2 separate regions of the Callithrix jacchus genome follow, and region 2 is linked to region 1. The links are chromatin contacts, called in public Hi-C maps. All regions are on one chromosome and are shown on one strand. Each heading gives the region's core, a stretch centred on a gene start, on an enhancer-like site or on the middle of the called end of the contact. The rest is flanking DNA. Distances are from core to core; before and after follow the strand shown. Region 1 holds the start of PTPRG (protein tyrosine phosphatase receptor type G). Region 2 overlaps PTPRG (protein tyrosine phosphatase receptor type G).

Region 1 (5,009 bases), core at 685-3,184:
CTTGGCCTCCACCCCCAGGGAGGGAACAGGACAGCTACGAGGGAGCTCCGGGCTGCAGCCCGGGGGACCTGCAAGAGAGGAGAGGGAGGCAGCTGGCCTCTGCCCTCCCCAGGGGAGAGAGGAGGGGCGCCTGCCAGCTGAGGGCTGGAAGTGGAGGGTCGCCGAGCCGTACGGCGGTGATTTATTCTAGTTTTCAATGGCCAATATTGTTTCCGTCTTAACCTGGCCAGAAAGGAGAGGATCTGGGTCTGCCAGTCGCGAACAGCCTGCAAAAGGGCAAAGATGAAGGTAGGCAGGGAGCGCGAGACAGGAAAAAATCCGCCCCGGCGCGAACAGCGACCCGGCCGCCGACCCGGCCGCCCCCCGCGCGCCAGCGCCCGGACCCGGGCAATCCATTCGAGCAGAGCAGCGGAGGGAAGGGACCAAGGGCCGGGGCTGGGGATGACACGGGATCTCTCCCAAACCGCCTGCGTCCTGCCCTCTCACTGTGCCCAAAGAGGATGCCTCAAGCCGGCACAGAAGGGCTGCCCGCGCCCCAGCCCCAATCGCCCCAATAGAGAGGGAAGGCACCCCGGCCTCAGAACGCAGGCTGCTCCCCACATCCTCAGTCCTCCGCAGGCAGCCTCCGACTTCCATTCCCAGAAACCTAACCCTCCCAAAGGGCTGCAGAACAGCACCCACCCCCCTCAAGCTCCTTCAATACCCGCCGGAGCGAGGGGGGTCACCTGGGCCCCCCAAACCCACAGAAGCATCCTTTCCATGGCCTCAGTCTCGCTAACCGCCCCACAACTCGAGTCCTCCCGATCGGCGGCGAATCAGCAAAGCAAGTCCCCCTTTCTCCCGATTCCAGTTCCCCAGGCCCCCCAAACCGAAGCGGAAGCAGACCCCCGCGTCCTTCAGTCCCTCCCTGGCCGGCCCCTGCCTCCACCTTCCTCGACCACCAGCCTCCCCAAACATCGCCCAAGCCCGCGGAGCACATCCTCCCCTCCTCCCCATGCACCGGGCCCCCCTCCACCCTCTCCAGGGTCTCCTGGACGGGCGCCGGAGCTCCGCGCCCAGTCGACAACTCCGCATCCCCAAAGCGCGCCGGCCGGGGCCGCGTCCCCTCGGCGGCCGGCACTCACCGGGGAAGCACACGACATAATGGAGCACGGAACTGGTGATTTTCAGGAACAAAATCCACCAACACGGTTCCAGTAACCTCCGCATGTCCGAAAACGCACATCGAAAAGAGGAAACCAGGGGGGTAAACTTGTTGAATAAGTTCTTGCCTCCGTGAGAGCCTCCGCTAAGCCGGGGCGCTTCCCCGACTCGCCAGCTCCACCGGCGCCCCGCGCTAGGCGGCCCGAGTCCCCTTGGAATCCGGGAAGCCGCCGAGCGCCCCCCGGAAAATCTCAAAAAGTGACCGGGAACGCTGAGCCACGCTGGGGACGATCCTCTCGGCGGAGAAGGGCCGCTTTCCGTTCAAAAAGGAGCGAGCCGAGCGGGCAGGGCGCGGAGTCGGCGGCCGGCGGCGATGCCCCGGGCCCGGGGCAGGCAGGGACCGCGGGCGGCGGCGGCGGTGAGCAGCCGAGGATCCCCAACTTGAGTCGGCAGCACAGCACAGCCCGAGAGCCGGCGGGCGGCGGCGGGGCTGAGCGCGGCGCGGCGCGGCGTCTCCGGGCTTCAGGCAGGCAGCTCTTTCCAGGGCCCCGGGAAGGAAGGAGGCATGTTTGCGAGAGGGGAAGGGGAGGGGAGAGGCGGGGGGAGCGGAGAGCCCCCCAAAATAGAAACGGCCGGAGGAAACGGAGGAAAACACAAAGGATCTCAGAGGGGCGCTGGGGCGAGGGCGCCTTCAGTCCATGCTCCTGAAAGTTGTGGCTCCGGCGCAGGCTGGGGAGGAACGAGGAGCGCGGGGCTGGAAACTGGCCATGCCTCCATACAGGAAGTAACATGTGAGCATGGATCCTGGCAGAGACTTTAAAGCCGGCGAGCGAACGAGCGAGCAAGTAGGGGGCGCGCGGTGGCGGCGGGGGCGCGCAGCCCGGGCCAGCTGGCGGCGGGCGCGCGCGCTCCGCGGTCTTAAAGCAGCCGCACTCGGCTCCCGCCTTCCACCGGTTCCTCCGCTCCGCTCTCTACGCGTGGAACCAGGGGCTCTACTGGGACAGTTTGGGGGCTGGGGGCGACTGTAGCCTGTGCTCGGAGAGAGAAGGGAGGCTGTCTTCTGGGGCCGGCGTATCTTTTGCCGGATTCCCGTTATTCGAGCTCTTAAAGACACTGCACGGTGCTCGATTTGGCGAAATCCCCCGTCCGCGTAGCTCGCGGATCCCGGACTTGAGGGGCCCCTGGCCCGGGCGCGGGGAAAGCGGGAGGGCGGCCAGCTGCCTTTTTAAAGCGATGGGGTTGGCTGTTCGGCTTCACCGCCCTGGCAGTGCTGCGGTGGCGCTCACCGTCCGCGGCCCCTGTTCGCGCCCCCAACCCCGCGCATTCCCCCGCCAGGAAACAAAGCCGAGCGGCCTTTGCACTCCTGCTACGTTGAGATTTAATTTTTTTTTTTCTTTTCGGGCTTTCATTGGCCCAGTCCACAGCTGGGGAAAGGGGGGAAGGGGAGAAATATTGATCCTAGGCTTGCGAAATCCAGCCCTTCCGAGCCCCACATCTCCTTTCCCGCCGCCACGATGGATCGGCGTCGGAGTTTCCCCAACTCGCAGCTTCTCTGGAGAAGGTTCCCGCACCCCGGCTCGGCGGCGGGGAGGACTCAGGAAGTGCGCCTCTTACCCCCTGCAGGGTGAAAGCAGCGCCGCGGGGCAGGACTGATTTCCTGGCAGCTACCCGGGGAGCGGCTGCTTCTTTACCAGTCGGGGAGAGGCGTCCGAGGGAAATGGGAGGATTGGGCTTATCTGTAATGAGTTTTGTCCCTTGGCTCTCGGTAAGAAGATCGTTATCGCTTAGACTTCTAAGCGCTCTATTTTCCTTTCTTACGCTGGAGCTAAAAGTGGGGGAGGTGGGCTTTTGATTAAATGTGTAACTGAGCCAAGGTAATTAGCCGTTTGAAATGTTTTGCCTAATTTTTCTGCGTGTATTTAAAAGCGATATTGACGTGTTTTTTGTTTTTGAGTCGGAGTCTTGCTCTATCGCCCAGGCTGGAGTGCAGTGGCGCGATCTCGGCTCACTGCAACCTCTGCCTCCCGGGTTCAGGCGATTCTCCTGCCTCAGTCTCCCCAGTAGCTGGGATTACAGGAGCCCGCCACCACGCCCGCTGATTTTTTTTTTTTTTTTTTTAAATAAGTAGAGACGGAGGTTTCTCCATATTGGCCAGGCTGGTCTCGAACTCCTGACCTTGTAATCCGCCCGCCTTGACCTCCCAAAATGCTGGGATTACAGGCATGGGCCACCGTGCCCGGCTCTTGACGTGTTTTAAACGTGTCCCTGCTGTTTCTTCCCAACACGGCAGGGTCCTCCACCCACCCAAACATCACAACTGGATGCTAGGTTTTCAAATAATATACAGATGGTCGGAGATCCTCCCGCAAGATGTGATTAGGGAAGCAGTTTCACACCCACACCTCCAAAAGAAAAACCTTTGAAAAGTTACGTTTGGGATTACAAACTAATAAAAGCCAGGAAGTTCCTGGGAAGGGCCCAAGGTCTATCTTTAGCAGAACGGGGTTTAACACCCTCCCCCACGGTGGGGAATGAGGAGAGTTTGTTTGCTTTGGAATTTGGTCCTTCCTGGTTTTGTTGGACTCCCGACTTCTTTATAAAAGATTGCGAGGGCCATTTTTCTTGGAAGTGTTTTTTTATTGAGGGATATTCGCTCCTCAGGGGGAGACAGGTTAGAATTCAGCATGCCTGACTACCATCTTAATGTCGCGTGATAAAATGAGAAAAACTCATGGAACGCTTATGTCAATATCCTCAGGTGAGTTTCCTCCTCTGTGAAATGGACAGTAAAAGCTGTCCTTTGTGGAATCTGTCTACCAGGCACTGTGCTGAATTCGTGCTACAAACCGTTTGCTCATTCAGCAAATGTATTGAGCACCTACTGTTTGAGGGACACACTGGGAACAAAAAGGGCAAGCTGTCAGTCATTATGGGAGCATACCTTCCTAAATCCATGCTCTGCTCTCTCATGGAGCCTTTACAATACTGCCAGCTGTGAGAATTATTTACTCCATTTAAAAGACAAGGAAACATGCTCACAAGAGTACAATGATGGATCCTCAGCTAGTGGGCAGCAGAGCTGAGATTCTGAACCCAGTCTGGTTTGCTTTCACAGCTGTGAAAAGGCAACAGATTAATGGTTTGAGAAGGTACCAAAATGTGGAATGTAAAGAAACAGCTTCAGGTCGGGGAAAATCTGACCTGGGTTTGAAGAGTGAATTACCACTATCCTAGCAGGTCTCATGTTGAAATTTAACATCAAATTAGGTATTGACTGGTGACTGTCCTAGGACCCCAGGCTGAAGGTTAGCCCCAGACTATTCCTGGAAGCACAACCCAGGCCCCACCAGTTCCTATGAAAGATAAAATTTTGCAAACATACCTCACAGATGCCTTTTCATATATTATTCTGCAACCAATTACAGAGCAATTCATACACAATAGACACTGTTTCAAGTGCTAGCCACACAATCATGACCTAGCCCTGCCATGCTCCTACTTGGCAATTACAGTTCTAACCCAGGTGATAGGGGGGATTAGGGGCTGTATGATACAGTAAGCAAGTTGGCGTGAAAAGCCCTGAGAATGCCAAAGGAGGGACCGCCTCACTACCCTGATGGAAGATAAAAAGGCTACAAAGAGAAGATGCTGACATTAGTAACAAATAACCCTCAAATTTAGCAGCTTAAAATAATACACACGGCCAGGCGTGGTGGTATACACCTGTAATCCCAGCACTTTGGGAGGCTGAGGCAGGCAGATCACCTGAGGTCAGGAGCTTGAGACCAGCCTGGGCAACATGGTGAAACCCTGTCTCCTAAAAATACAAAACTTAGCCGGGCATGGTGGTGCGTGCCTGTAATCCC
Region 2 (5,009 bases), core at 1,098-3,597, 650 kb before region 1:
GGAGCTGATGGTCCAGAGCAGGGGTTCTCACCCTCAGCACCCATGACCTCTTGAGCCAGACACTGCCTCGCTCTTGGGGGCTGTCCTGTGCACTGTGTAGCAGCATCCCTGGCTTCCACCCCCTAGATGCCAGTAGCGCCCCCGCCCTGTCCTTGACTTGTGACAATGAAAAATGTCTCCAGGTATTGGCACAGGTTGCTTGGAGGGCCAGTCACCTTCGGCTGAGAACCCCAACTCTAAGAGGGGAGATGGAGACTCACCAAAATCCCCTGCACAGAGCCAAAACTGGGAAGGAAGGTTCATGTCACTGAAAGCTGAAAGCTTATGGAGATGAAGGGGGTGGGAGCTGCAAAGGGACCTTTGGGAAGGCCTGAGGAGCTGGAACAAGGTGCAGAAAAGACTAGACAGGCAGGGCGCAGGTGTAGCTGCAGTGAGAGGCCTTGGGGCCACATTCAAACTCTGGCCTTTTTCCACGAGCCCTTGGAGGCCCCTGGAAAGAACTGAGCCCAAGAATGACAAATCGGGTTGGTGCTTTGCAAAGATCCCCTGAGCTTCGGCTGAGTGTAGAAGGCCCCAGACAAGCCAAGTGTGGAGGAGGGGGCCTGTGAGGAGGGGCTGCGACGGCCAATTGCTGGAAGACCAGTGGGGAAGGGCAGGTTCACAGTTAGGAGGGTAGACACAGAGGCCTGGTATTGTGCCAGGTAAGGAGGGCGGGGGAGAGGGAGAGGCAGTGAGGAGGACCTTCTGGTTTGGGTGCAGGAACCAGGTGAGAAGTAGGTGGGCACGCTGGCAGAGACAGGCCAGGGGACCGCGGCTCAGTTCTGACCGGCTGGCATCTTCCAAAGCCCACCCACATGCCCTGCAGCCCACCAGGAGCCAGACTCCCGTATTTCCTACCCAAGGGCCCCAAACCCAAGGCAGCCCTGGGGAACAGGATGGCTTTTCTGCCAGAGAAGCACAGCCCAGCTTTGAGGACCTGGCTGGCAGAGAAGAGTAGGTTGGTTTTGACAGGGAGGCCACCTTCGGCTCTTCAACTGCATTCAGTTGGTGAGGTTCGCTTTGTACGACACAGACAGGAAGGAAGGGATAAATTAAAGAGGCATTCCCACGGCCCCGCAGAACCCCTGGTAGGCATCATGCTGCTGGCCACGCAGATACCACCAGAGCGGGGATCTCAAACCAAGAATCTGAAGTGAGGCTTCCAGAGACACCAGGGTGGAATGACAGAGTGCGGGCACTAGGTGGCGCCAACCTACTGTTTTTAAATACCCCGGCTTCTAAGTGGCTTCATAGTTTCTCAAGACAGAACATGGAGGAGGCGGGGAGGAAATAGCTACCCGCCCTCCCCCCAGCTTTCCAAATACTAATAACAAACCGAGGAGATGTACATATTGGGAAGCTTCTATATCTCATCATGATGACCATGTCAGATTTCCTAACTTCTCCATCTTTTCTCACCTCCCACCATGTTCTTATTTATCTTCCTTATTCTGAAACCATTCATTCCCCTGCTCCAAATAGCAATGAATGCTGTATGGGGAAGCATCCCTCTCTAGCAGTTACATCATGCCCCCATAAATAATTCTGTCACCCACATACAGATGCAACCATTCTTCTTTTTTTCAAAATTAAAATAGCTGGGTTTTACTGTGTGCATTAAGATGATGCATGTTAATATTTTTAAAAAAGGAACCCAAGTAATACAAAAAAGTAAATTTAAAAAAAGTTAAAAGAAAAAAAAAAAACCAACAAATTTCAGTGCCCAGAGATAACAACCATGAACATTCCGGGGTTCCAACATGCAGTTATTTCTTTATACACATGTGAAAATTCATATACACAATTTGACGGAATAGGATGTGGATGGCACTACAATGTTCTGTTTTGTTTTGAGGTGGGCTCTCACTGTCACCCAGGCTGGAGTACAGTGGCTGGATCACAGCTCACTGCAGCTTCAATCTCCTGAGCTCAAGGGATCCCCTCACCTCAGCCCCCTAAGTAGCTAGGACTACAGGTGTATACCACCACGCTTGGCTCATTTTTAAAAATAGAGACAGGGTCTCACTATGCTACCCATGCTGGTCTTGAACGTCTGGGCTCAAGTGATCCTCCCTCTTCAGATGTGAGCCACCATGCCTGGCCCCAGAATTTGTTGTTGTGTGTTACTCTACACTCATAGATGTATTTCCTCATCAATAAGTAGAGCTTGGTGTCATCATTCTGAATTACCAGTGTATTAAAAAATACTGAGTCAAGCTCTCAAAGAAGGTAGATCTGGCCACACACCTGCCAGGAAGGGAATTTTGTAACTTAAGGGCCTCCAAAGATGCAGGCTTGTCCCTGATTACACACCAGAAGAGGAGCATGAGGCCAGGACTGCATGCTGAGGAGCTTCAGGAAGAGCAGTTTGATCAGAAATGTCTCTTCTGCATTCTACCCACCATCCTGGGTAATGGCTTTTTCTAGGTATACTAAGCCAGATTTGGAGGATGCATTTGCAGAGTACTAGGAGGGCCTAGAATACAGGTTGGCAAACTTTTTTCTGTAAAGGGCCGGATAGTAAATATTGTCAGTTTTGCAGGCCACGTGGTCTCTCGTAGCCACTACTGATTCTGCCTTTGAAGCACAAAGCAGCACAGGTAACATGTAAACATGAATGAGTGTGGCTGTTCCCCAACAAAGTTTGATGGACACAAGTTCAATTTCATAGGATTTTCATGTGTTGAAAATATGCTTTTGCTTTGTTTCCCAACTGTTTAAAAATATAGAAACCACTCTTAGCTCATGGCTACACAAAAGGTGGTGGGGGGTAAGTTTCGGCCCATGGATCAGTGCTGATCCCATACTGAGACGTTAAAGAGAGGCCAAGCCCTTGTTTGAAACAAAATTATCAACTGCATTGTACTCTTGGCACTGAACTCTGCCCCTCAGCGCAGGCTGACAGGCCTGCCTGCTCCTGCTTAGATTCTTCCCAGCACATAATCGTCCATGGAGCTGTATTACTGACTTCATTGACGATCTGTAATTATCTCTCTCCCCCACTAGATGGAAGCTCCACAAGGCTGGTGCCTTTTCTGTCTTGGCTGGTTCATTACCCTCGCGTCTAAGACAGTGCCTGGCACGTAGTGGGCTCTCAACCAATATTTGCTGAATGAACAGAAAGTTGGTTGTACACAGAAAAAATTCCTTAGTCTTTCTGCTGGTCCACAGGTCCTGTGTAACATGATCCGCTTCCACATCGTCAACCTCGAGGCATGCCATCTTCTTCCTCACGGACTCATCTCTGGCCAGCCCCCACCCCAGCCCCCTTACAGATCCGGCTTCAAGGCTGGACGAGGTGGCTCATGCCTGTAATCCTAACATTTTGGGAGGCCATGGTGGGTGGATTGCCTCAGGCCAGGAGTTTGAGAGCAACCGGGGTAACATGTCAAAATCCCAGCTCTACAAAAAATGCAAAAATTAGCCGGGTGTGGTGGCAGACACCTGTAGTCCCAGCTACTCAGGAGGCTGAGGTGGGAGGATCACTTTAAATGATCCTCCCAGGAAGTGGAGGTTACAGTGAGCTTCGATCATGCCACTGTGCTCCAGCCTGGGTGACTGAGTAAGAACTTACCTCAAAAAAAAAAAAAAAAAACAGAAAAGAAAAGAAAAAAAATCCAGCTTCAACACCCTGCTTCCCCTCAGGCCAAAGGGCCACCGTGTTCTCCTGCACTCTCACTGCTTCCCGCCTCACAGTGCCCATCACACTGTGTCCTCACCAGCTGCCTGCCTCTGCATCCCTCTGACTGAGCTGCAAGGATCTCCTGGGTAGGGACCAAGCTCCTTATCACTGGTAGGCCTGGCAGGGGCTCGCATTTCTCTGATGGAATGGGGGATGCTATTTTGAGTGTCTTCCACTGAAGGGGAGTCCATGTACAAAATCAGTGCCACACAATTCATTCCTGGGGTCACTGCCAGGAACCTGAAATTTGTTGAGACTCTTGTCTCTGGCCTTTACCTCATGCCTTTTGCTAATAAGAAAAGCGGTCGGTCTACAGAGGGAGCAAAAATCCCAGATGCCTGGCGGCTAGGGGAAAGATAGTACCAGACACCCGTCAAAGAACTCACGCAAGCGAGCAGGCAGACACCACTGTGCCTGGCGCTGCCAAAGTTCTGCTTGCTCTTTAAGTGATGGAAACCCTTCTTTCAAACAACACCTCCCTAAAAAGTCCAAATAGGAAACAGGCAAAAGCAGCAAAATAGAACTTTCTAGATCAGTCTGGAAGAGCTGGTATAATAGAAAATGTGGGCTTTGGAGCCAGACCCGTACAAACCCTGTGTGCTCATCTGTAAAATGGGTGACTAGGGTCCAGCGATTACCTTCCTGACAAGGTTGGGGTGAGGATTACTAGGGAATGCTGTGGATAAACCCAAAGTTGTGGGCCGCAGGCCCAGTGGCACATAAGTGGACACACTACATGGCCCACACGTTTAAAAACGATGTATTTTATATATAAATCTGGGTTTTAAAATTAGGCCTGCATCCACGCATGGCAGTGGTAAGCTAGAGCAGGAGAGCAATCATTTTCTTCAGACGGGAGTGTGTACTCAAGGTTTTTTTTTTTTTTTTTTTTGCCATAGCCCCCACCAGTCCCCATTGCCCCTGCACAGCCCACTTCCCTGGCAGCTCTCTGACACCCAAGGCCAGGTGAGTTTTCTACTGTTCTAAAATGAACACCAGGAGCACTCTTGAGTGCACACCATAGGCGCCCAATACTTGTAATTTTCTATCTCTTCTCAATGGTCCTTGCAAACTGCACATAACAAAGGGAGTCTGACAGACTTCTTGATACATCCTTTTGCACAAAAGTGAAGGCTTTTAACCATGTGGGAGGTGCCACACCCTGATCTCTAAACAAATATCCCCTGTGAGGTGCTCCTGACATCATCCTGCCCCTTCTCAGGGGCCTGATTATATTCCCACTGGCGTCCGATTGCCTCTTACCGACATCTAGGTGCTGCTTCTCGCC

The links. Hi-C and Micro-C count contacts between places; a contact is called where the count stands out from the background.
Region 2: a Hi-C map of skeletal muscle shows a contact between it and region 1, with 6 times the contacts expected there. The contact joins the enhancer-like site here to the promoter of PTPRG in region 1. A contact is called at or near these places in 3 of 3 Hi-C or Micro-C datasets (induced pluripotent stem cells and skeletal muscle).

Annotation. Positions count from the first base shown.
Region 1 is chr15:43,317,724-43,322,732 of calJac240_pri, reverse strand. It overlaps PTPRG (protein tyrosine phosphatase receptor type G), which reads right to left and starts at 1,934. Exons shown (of 29, transcript XM_035274423.3): 1 at 1,125-1,934. The coding sequence starts at 1,209.
Region 2 is chr15:43,972,434-43,977,442 of calJac240_pri, reverse strand. All of the region lies in intron 8 of PTPRG (protein tyrosine phosphatase receptor type G), which reads right to left. Among named protein-coding and RNA genes, the nearest start is that of CEP15, 140 kb to the left of the region's middle. Within about 2 kb of position 2,347, at least 3 of the 16 cell types and tissues checked have an H3K27ac peak or open chromatin away from gene starts, as enhancers often do. A contact at or near this core is called in skeletal muscle, where this site is marked.